2 separate regions of the Anas platyrhynchos genome follow, and region 2 is linked to region 1. Evidence: chromatin contacts called from public Hi-C data. All regions are on one chromosome and are shown on one strand. The core of a region is the stretch at or near the end of the contact, and the rest is flanking DNA. Distances in the headings are between cores, read along the strand shown.

What was found. Hi-C and Micro-C count contacts between places; a contact is called where the count stands out from the background.
Region 2: a contact with region 1 is called in a Hi-C map of liver, with 2.0 times the contacts expected there. The contact joins two enhancer-like sites. A contact is called at or near these places in 2 of 8 Hi-C or Micro-C datasets (liver and subcutaneous adipose tissue).

Annotation. Positions count from the first base shown.
Region 1 is chrZ:75,126,357-75,129,683 of IASCAAS_PekinDuck_T2T, forward strand. All of the region lies in intron 2 of LOC106020182 (a long non-coding RNA gene), which reads left to right. Among named protein-coding and RNA genes, the nearest start is that of SHOC1, 22 kb to the left of the region's middle. Within about 2 kb of position 1,890, at least 2 of the 8 cell types and tissues checked have an H3K27ac peak or open chromatin away from gene starts, as enhancers often do.
Region 2 is chrZ:75,297,623-75,300,731 of IASCAAS_PekinDuck_T2T, forward strand. It overlaps SUSD1 (sushi domain containing 1), which reads right to left. Exons shown (of 16, transcript XM_038170863.2): 11 at 2,695-2,881. Among named protein-coding and RNA genes, the nearest start is that of SUSD1, 25 kb to the right of the region's middle. Within about 2 kb of position 1,614, at least 4 of the 8 cell types and tissues checked have an H3K27ac peak or open chromatin away from gene starts, as enhancers often do.

The DNA of each region.
Region 1 (3,327 bases), core at 640-3,139:
ACACTTCCCTCAAAGCTAGGAGGGCAAGGTTAAGGCAACACAGTAATCCCCTCTATTTTTTTTTTTTTTTTTGTCAAGCAGACAGAAGCAGAGAAACAGCTCACAGCTCAAAGATTACTTGAAATTTGAGGGAGCTATGTTGTCCCCAAGATTTAGACACTCTCCAACACATTTACATTCTCTACTTTATATTATTTTGTATATGTTAACTTATATAAGTATCATTACATTAAGCACATTAACTTACTATATGCTGTTTATATTCTCTCCTGTTTTCTTTTTATTGTGAACTAAAATTTCTTCAGGGCATAAAACTAAGTTTTCATCAGGGAACATATAATTGCTGTTTTGCTGGGAAATTATCAAATCAGCAAAGAGTTTCTTCAGTATGATAATCATTTTCTGTGGGAAGTTAAGTCCATGACTGACTGATGTTAGAGAGACTAAAGGGAAAGATAAAAACAAATTTTAAAAATAACTCCACTAGTTAATTTGCTGATCTTCACATGATACTTCATTATGTTTTTGCCCAGTTTTAAGTTAATCAAGCAGTTTGATTTTGTTTTTCCTAAGATGAGCATAATCACCGTGATTGATATTGATTGTTGTTGTTAGGAAGGCACAAGCACCTAAAGAGAGTGGGCCTTGTCTCCAAATACACTTATAAGCAAAGCAGGTTATTCTCAGTCACACTCAGATTAAGATTACATATAAAGCATATAAAGTAATTTACACAGTAGAATCTGCTTGGAAGAGAAGAACATTTTTAATATTACAAAACTCCCCAGGTTGCAGTCTCAGCTAGCAGTGGTTGGTGCTATACATTCACCTTTCACCTGATTTTCACATCGGCAGAACACTCTTGAAATCCTGTGTCTCAAGACAGCATTTTTACGTGGCTGGAAGATTTATCGTGGTGCAGATAAATCTGGCATGCCAACTTGTTCTTTCCCTCGGCCTGCCAATGTCAGGTTCCACTCCGTGCCAGGCCTAGTGAAACTTGGTGACAAGAAGCTCCACCTCTGGTTTTCTGGCTAATTCTGCGTTATTTTATTATTGTCACTTAAATGAACAGGTAAAAGAAAGAACCCATTCTAAACAATCTGCAGTTTAGGTCAGATGTCATAAAAAATGTAACATTATACAAGGAAATGGATGTAGGAGTGAAAAGTGATAGGCTTCTTGTTTACTAGTATTCATATATTAAACCCATTATTATTTTAATAGAATACTGTTTGTATAGATGCAGATTTTGTCTCTGTAGTCCATGCTGAATGGCACTGCAGTCCATGAGCAGTTCCACTGGAAGTGTTTGATCAGGAGTTAGCAGGACTGTGGCTAACCTTGGGAAACATGCCCGGCAAGGAGATGTTTTGATGTAGAGAAGGAATCGTTGTATATATCAGGAAAGGAAAAGGTTTCTGTATGATGTGATGGACAAAACGGAGAAACAAAAGTGATCAGAGAATCTGAAATACCTGTCTGTTAAATCCCTATCTGTGACATTAAAGCATGCACAGTACATCTTTGAAAGAGCTGTCAGCACAAGAAATGATCGGTAAGTCAGAATGCTACACACAACACCATGGGAATCAATACCAAGGACTCTGAGGCTGAGGTGGCTTTTTCTGACACTGCAGCAGAGTTAAATCTCTCGCACCCAATAATCAGGAGGAAATACAGCCAGGAGCTTGCTGAACACATTTCTATCACAATAAATCTGTAGGAGCAATTCCAGCTGTCAATCCACTCTCAGTACACTGGCAAAGACAACCACACAGAATGAAAAATCTTACATGAATTTTTGGGCTTACACGTAATGTTTCCTTCATACAGAGGTCTCAGATTGTTCAACACAGAAACATTCAGAGCCATTCAGATTTGAAGCGACCTTTAGAGGTCGCTAGTTCGACCTCCTGCCCAAAGCAGGACAATTTGTGAGACCAAAGCAGGGTGTTCAAGGTTTGTTCGAGTTGTGGCTTGAGAACACCCAAGGGCAGAGGTGGCATAATCTTTCTGGGAAACCTGCTCCACTGCCTGGCTGCCCTTGTGGGGAAAATGTTTTTCACCTCCAGCCTGAAGCTCTTTAGTTTCAAGCTTATGCCTGTTATTTCTCATCCTGCTGCTGGGCATCGCTGTGAGAACCCATCCCTTGCTCCTCAGTTGCCTCCCTACAGGCACTGGGGTGCAGTTAGGTGCCTCAAGGCCATCTCTGCTGCAAAGCTATGCTCTGTTCACGCTGCCCTGGGCACTGCTGGCCCTTGTTGCTAATCGGGGACACGGCTGGCCCCTGCTCAGCCTGCTCCCTGCTAGGACCCAGGGCCTTCTCCATGGAGCTGGCCCCATCCCTATGCCAGGGCTCTGCCTTCCCTGGAGCAGGGCTGCAGAGTGGTCCTGTGTCATGTGCATGGGGATCCTGTCAGGCCCATCAAGGTCCCTCCAGATGTCAGCCCTGCCCTCACGTATTATTGTCTGGTCCTTGCAACTCGATGTCGTCTGCTAACTTGATGTAAACGCACCCTGTCACCTTCCCCACCTTGTCAGTGATACAGATCCTAAAGAGGACAGGTCCCAGGACAGACCTCTCTGGTCCCCTCTGGTTGCCAGTCTCAATGTGGGGTGCGACTCCTTATCCACCAGCCTCTGAGGCCTGCTGCCCAAGCGGGTATTTACCCACCTGGCTGCCCACCAGCCCAGGCTGTTGCATCCCAACCTGGGTAAAAGGATTTTTTAGTAACAGTGCTGCAGGCCTTGCTAAGGTCAAGGTAAATGACACCCACTGCTTTCCCCTCACATGCAATTCTACTTTTTTTTATCACAGAAGACAGCCAGGCATGAGTTACCCCTAATTAATCCATACCAGCCGTCCACAATCACATTCTCCTTCATGTGCCCAGAAAAAATTCTTCAAGAAGACTTCCTCCAGCTACAGAGAGGCTGACTGCCATGTAATTGTGTAGCTGTCTTTCTGACCACTTTTGAAGATACATGCTATTTCTCCACAGTTATTTGGGATCTTTCAAACATTTAAGCAGCCTTGCAAGAGCATTGGTCTGAAAGTAATCATCTAAGTTGCAGAGTACTTCCCCATCAGGTCCCTGCTCTCAAAAGATGCCCATAAAGATGAAAGATTACAGAAGTCACTTTGAAAAGGAGATGACTAGACTTGGGCTTAACTTCTTACTCATTTAATCATTTCTTCCATTCTTATAGGATAACTAAGTTGGTAGCACACAATTTTTTGTTAAGTTGTTGAAGATCTTTTCATAATTAATTCATAACTAATATGAAAGCTTGTTAGGTACTGTAGGATTTTAATTTCTAGGA
Region 2 (3,109 bases), core at 364-2,863, 170 kb after region 1:
AGACAATCTTGTTACCATCTTTTCACATCTACAATGTAATTGCTGCCTAACTACTTTTTATAATTGACTTAATTTCTTATCTTGAGTAGACAGGTGTTGAGAGCTTGTCTAAAATAAGCTAAGAATAAATAAAAGACTGTGTGAGATGTCTGTCACTGGAAGTATGAAAGGAGCAGAATTTCAATGATCCACGAAGCATTTGGTAGACTATATTTACCATCCACAAGATGATCGGCAAAAACAACTATGTGCTCAGCACAGAACTATTTTTAAAGGATGCTACTTGCCAGGATGAGAAGCAGACTTCTGAGTCCCAAACTTTGGGTTTTTTTCTTCCTCTTAAGAAATACTATGAATATAATACATCCTGGCTTCAGATATATCAAGTAGGTTTCTCATGCATTTTCAAGTCCTCTTTGGAAAAAAATATCACTTCTTGCTAGCATTTACATACTTACTGTATTTTGCAACACTCTCGAGAGTTTATACACATTGTCAGAAAATTAAATCTTCATCCAGCTGTGACATTTTTCTTCACAGTACTAGAAACTCTGCAGGTATGACTCCCCGAACTCTCAAAATATGAGACGTGGAAGTCAATGAGATGCAACACCTACCAGACCATGGATTTGCCCCAGCTGGGGAAACAGAACAACTGAATGTGCATTTGTTAACAGATGCTACATGAAACTTCAGACAATAAACCAGGCCACTTCCAACATATTAACAGTAAAACATCTGTGCAAGTCTCAGCTTCTTTTGTGCTTCTGTGCTTAAGGCATATCTCGCATTTACACAGTACTGTTTAGCCAGAAAACCACGAGAGACAGACGACACTTTTCAACCCTAAGCTGGCAGAAAAACTGAGATCATTCCACCCACTACAGAAACACAACCATCTGGTCCAACAACGGACATAATTACAAAATAACTGGACAAATGAAGAAGCAAATTATACACCTACTCTAAAATTGTAAGTAGTTATTATACAAATTAAGTTGCTTGTAAAGATAATGCAATTCCCCTCCCATACAGAAGGCACGGAAGTCAAAGGGATATTGCCGAAAGAGTTATTTTAACTGTTTTCTTTTCATCTTAAACCAGATGAAATAGAAAAAAAGAAAAAAAAGAAAAAAAGAAAAAAAAAAAAACAGCCTAAAAAACTTAGTTAGATTCTCATTGTTTCGTGAACTTTTTTGTGTGTGTTTTGTGAACAGCCTGATCACTGTTGACTTTGTAATTTTCACTCAATTTCAACCACAAGAAGACCCATTTCGACTTTATGGCTTTCATTAAAAAAAAAGAAAAAGCACGATATAAAGTGTGTGTGTGGCACACTTCAGGAAGAGATGGCAGAGCAATGCCCACCTTTTATTGCTCACTGGAAGAAGCAACCATCAGATATAACATAGCTTGTGGCAGGATCTCCCTTTGAAATGGAAATGACCTAACTTTTATGCGAAAATCTTTTCTGGGGGTACACAAGTGTGTTTGTTAAGCACTAACTCGGTGGAAGAGGGAAAACGTGCCAGCTGCCAAGCCACAAACACTGCTCCATGCAGCACCTCCTGCAAAGTGTTCTCTAGAGCTCTTTCCAGTAAGTGACCTGATGCAATCACATAGAGTTTAGGAAATGTGACAGGATGACAGAGAAAAGAGGAACGCCTTTACTCTGAGTGTGTATTCATAATTACCTCAGTCAGCCAAACTCTTGAGACAGCTTATTAGTTTTTACAAAGCTACATGTACTCATGGATGCTAGCTCTGAGTCACAGCTAGGCAAATTACAAAAACCAATTACCAAATCATTACTGCAACTTCATTGAAAAGAAAATCCACGTCATTGTATATACCCTACACAGCACCCTTAGGAAACATGATGTTCCTCCTGTCAATCAAGATTAAAAACTTTAGATTTACTTTTGAAAATATCGTAATACTATGAATTTCAAAAACTGTATTGCTAGTTCTTCATCTGCAGTCGGAAGAGAACTGGTTCCACCTACAGGTTGAAAGAGATACATACACCCACAGGGCTTTAAGGCTTCTTACCTATCTGTTCCAACCAAGCAGGAAGGATAGGCACCAGCACCCAGCACTGCATTTCATAGTGTAATAATCATAACCTACTGCAGGAAGTCTGACAGTATAGGGATGGTGCAAAACTGTTCTGAACGAGTTGAGGATAATTTTTTTTAATCACAACATTTTAGTACCATACACATATCTTGCAAAATACTGAAGCTGACTATCTCCCTGCAGTGTGCTTTTTGATCAAATGCCTTTTATGTTCTGTACTCTACTAATTATAGATGAAGAGATCTGTCTGCAGGACTCTTTGTACTTTGGACCCTTGTAGACTTCAGTGATATCTATTCTGCTTTTATCTCCATGGTGGAAACAACTGGCACTGAAAGAGTAACTCACTTAGCATCTAACAGGGCAGGGAACTGAACCCCGCTCCCCTAGATACTAACTTTGTGTCTAGCCCACCAACCTGTCTTCTCCCTGCTGTGTAAAAACAATGCTTCAGAAACACTGCACCCTATTTCACTCCTCTGTCAACCACTGGATTGTCAACGTGTTAAATCCATGAAAGCGAATAATGATGAAGAATTGCAAGCACAGAAACAGCCCTTTTGATACTTAACATGGGTCCTTTAGTAAGCACAAAACATAAAGGGCAGGACCTACCTGTGATTCGCGTTGTCATGGAAACCATCAGTGAAAAATTCAAAGCTACCATGGAAATATTAACAGAGTAATTGGTGCCTGGCTGCAAATCAAAACAAACTTCTGGAGCCTGCTTGTGTGTGGTAAGGTTGAAGGTCATTTCATGCAAGAATTCCTTCTGATACCAACGCTGGCCTTGTACATGGAACTGAAACCAAACAATCACGGCATGGAAATTGTAATGGGTTAATAGATCACTTGCATTCATTCATATCTCTAAATCAGAGGAAACAGCAGAAAAACACATCATTGCATACAGACTGCCAAAACTACTGGCACTGACAGTTATTCTGATTCAAATGCTTCCAAAATTTGACAAGTGCAGTCTCTCTCTTGTTGATCAGTTCTGACAGCGTGCAAGTTCTTTCACCTGTCC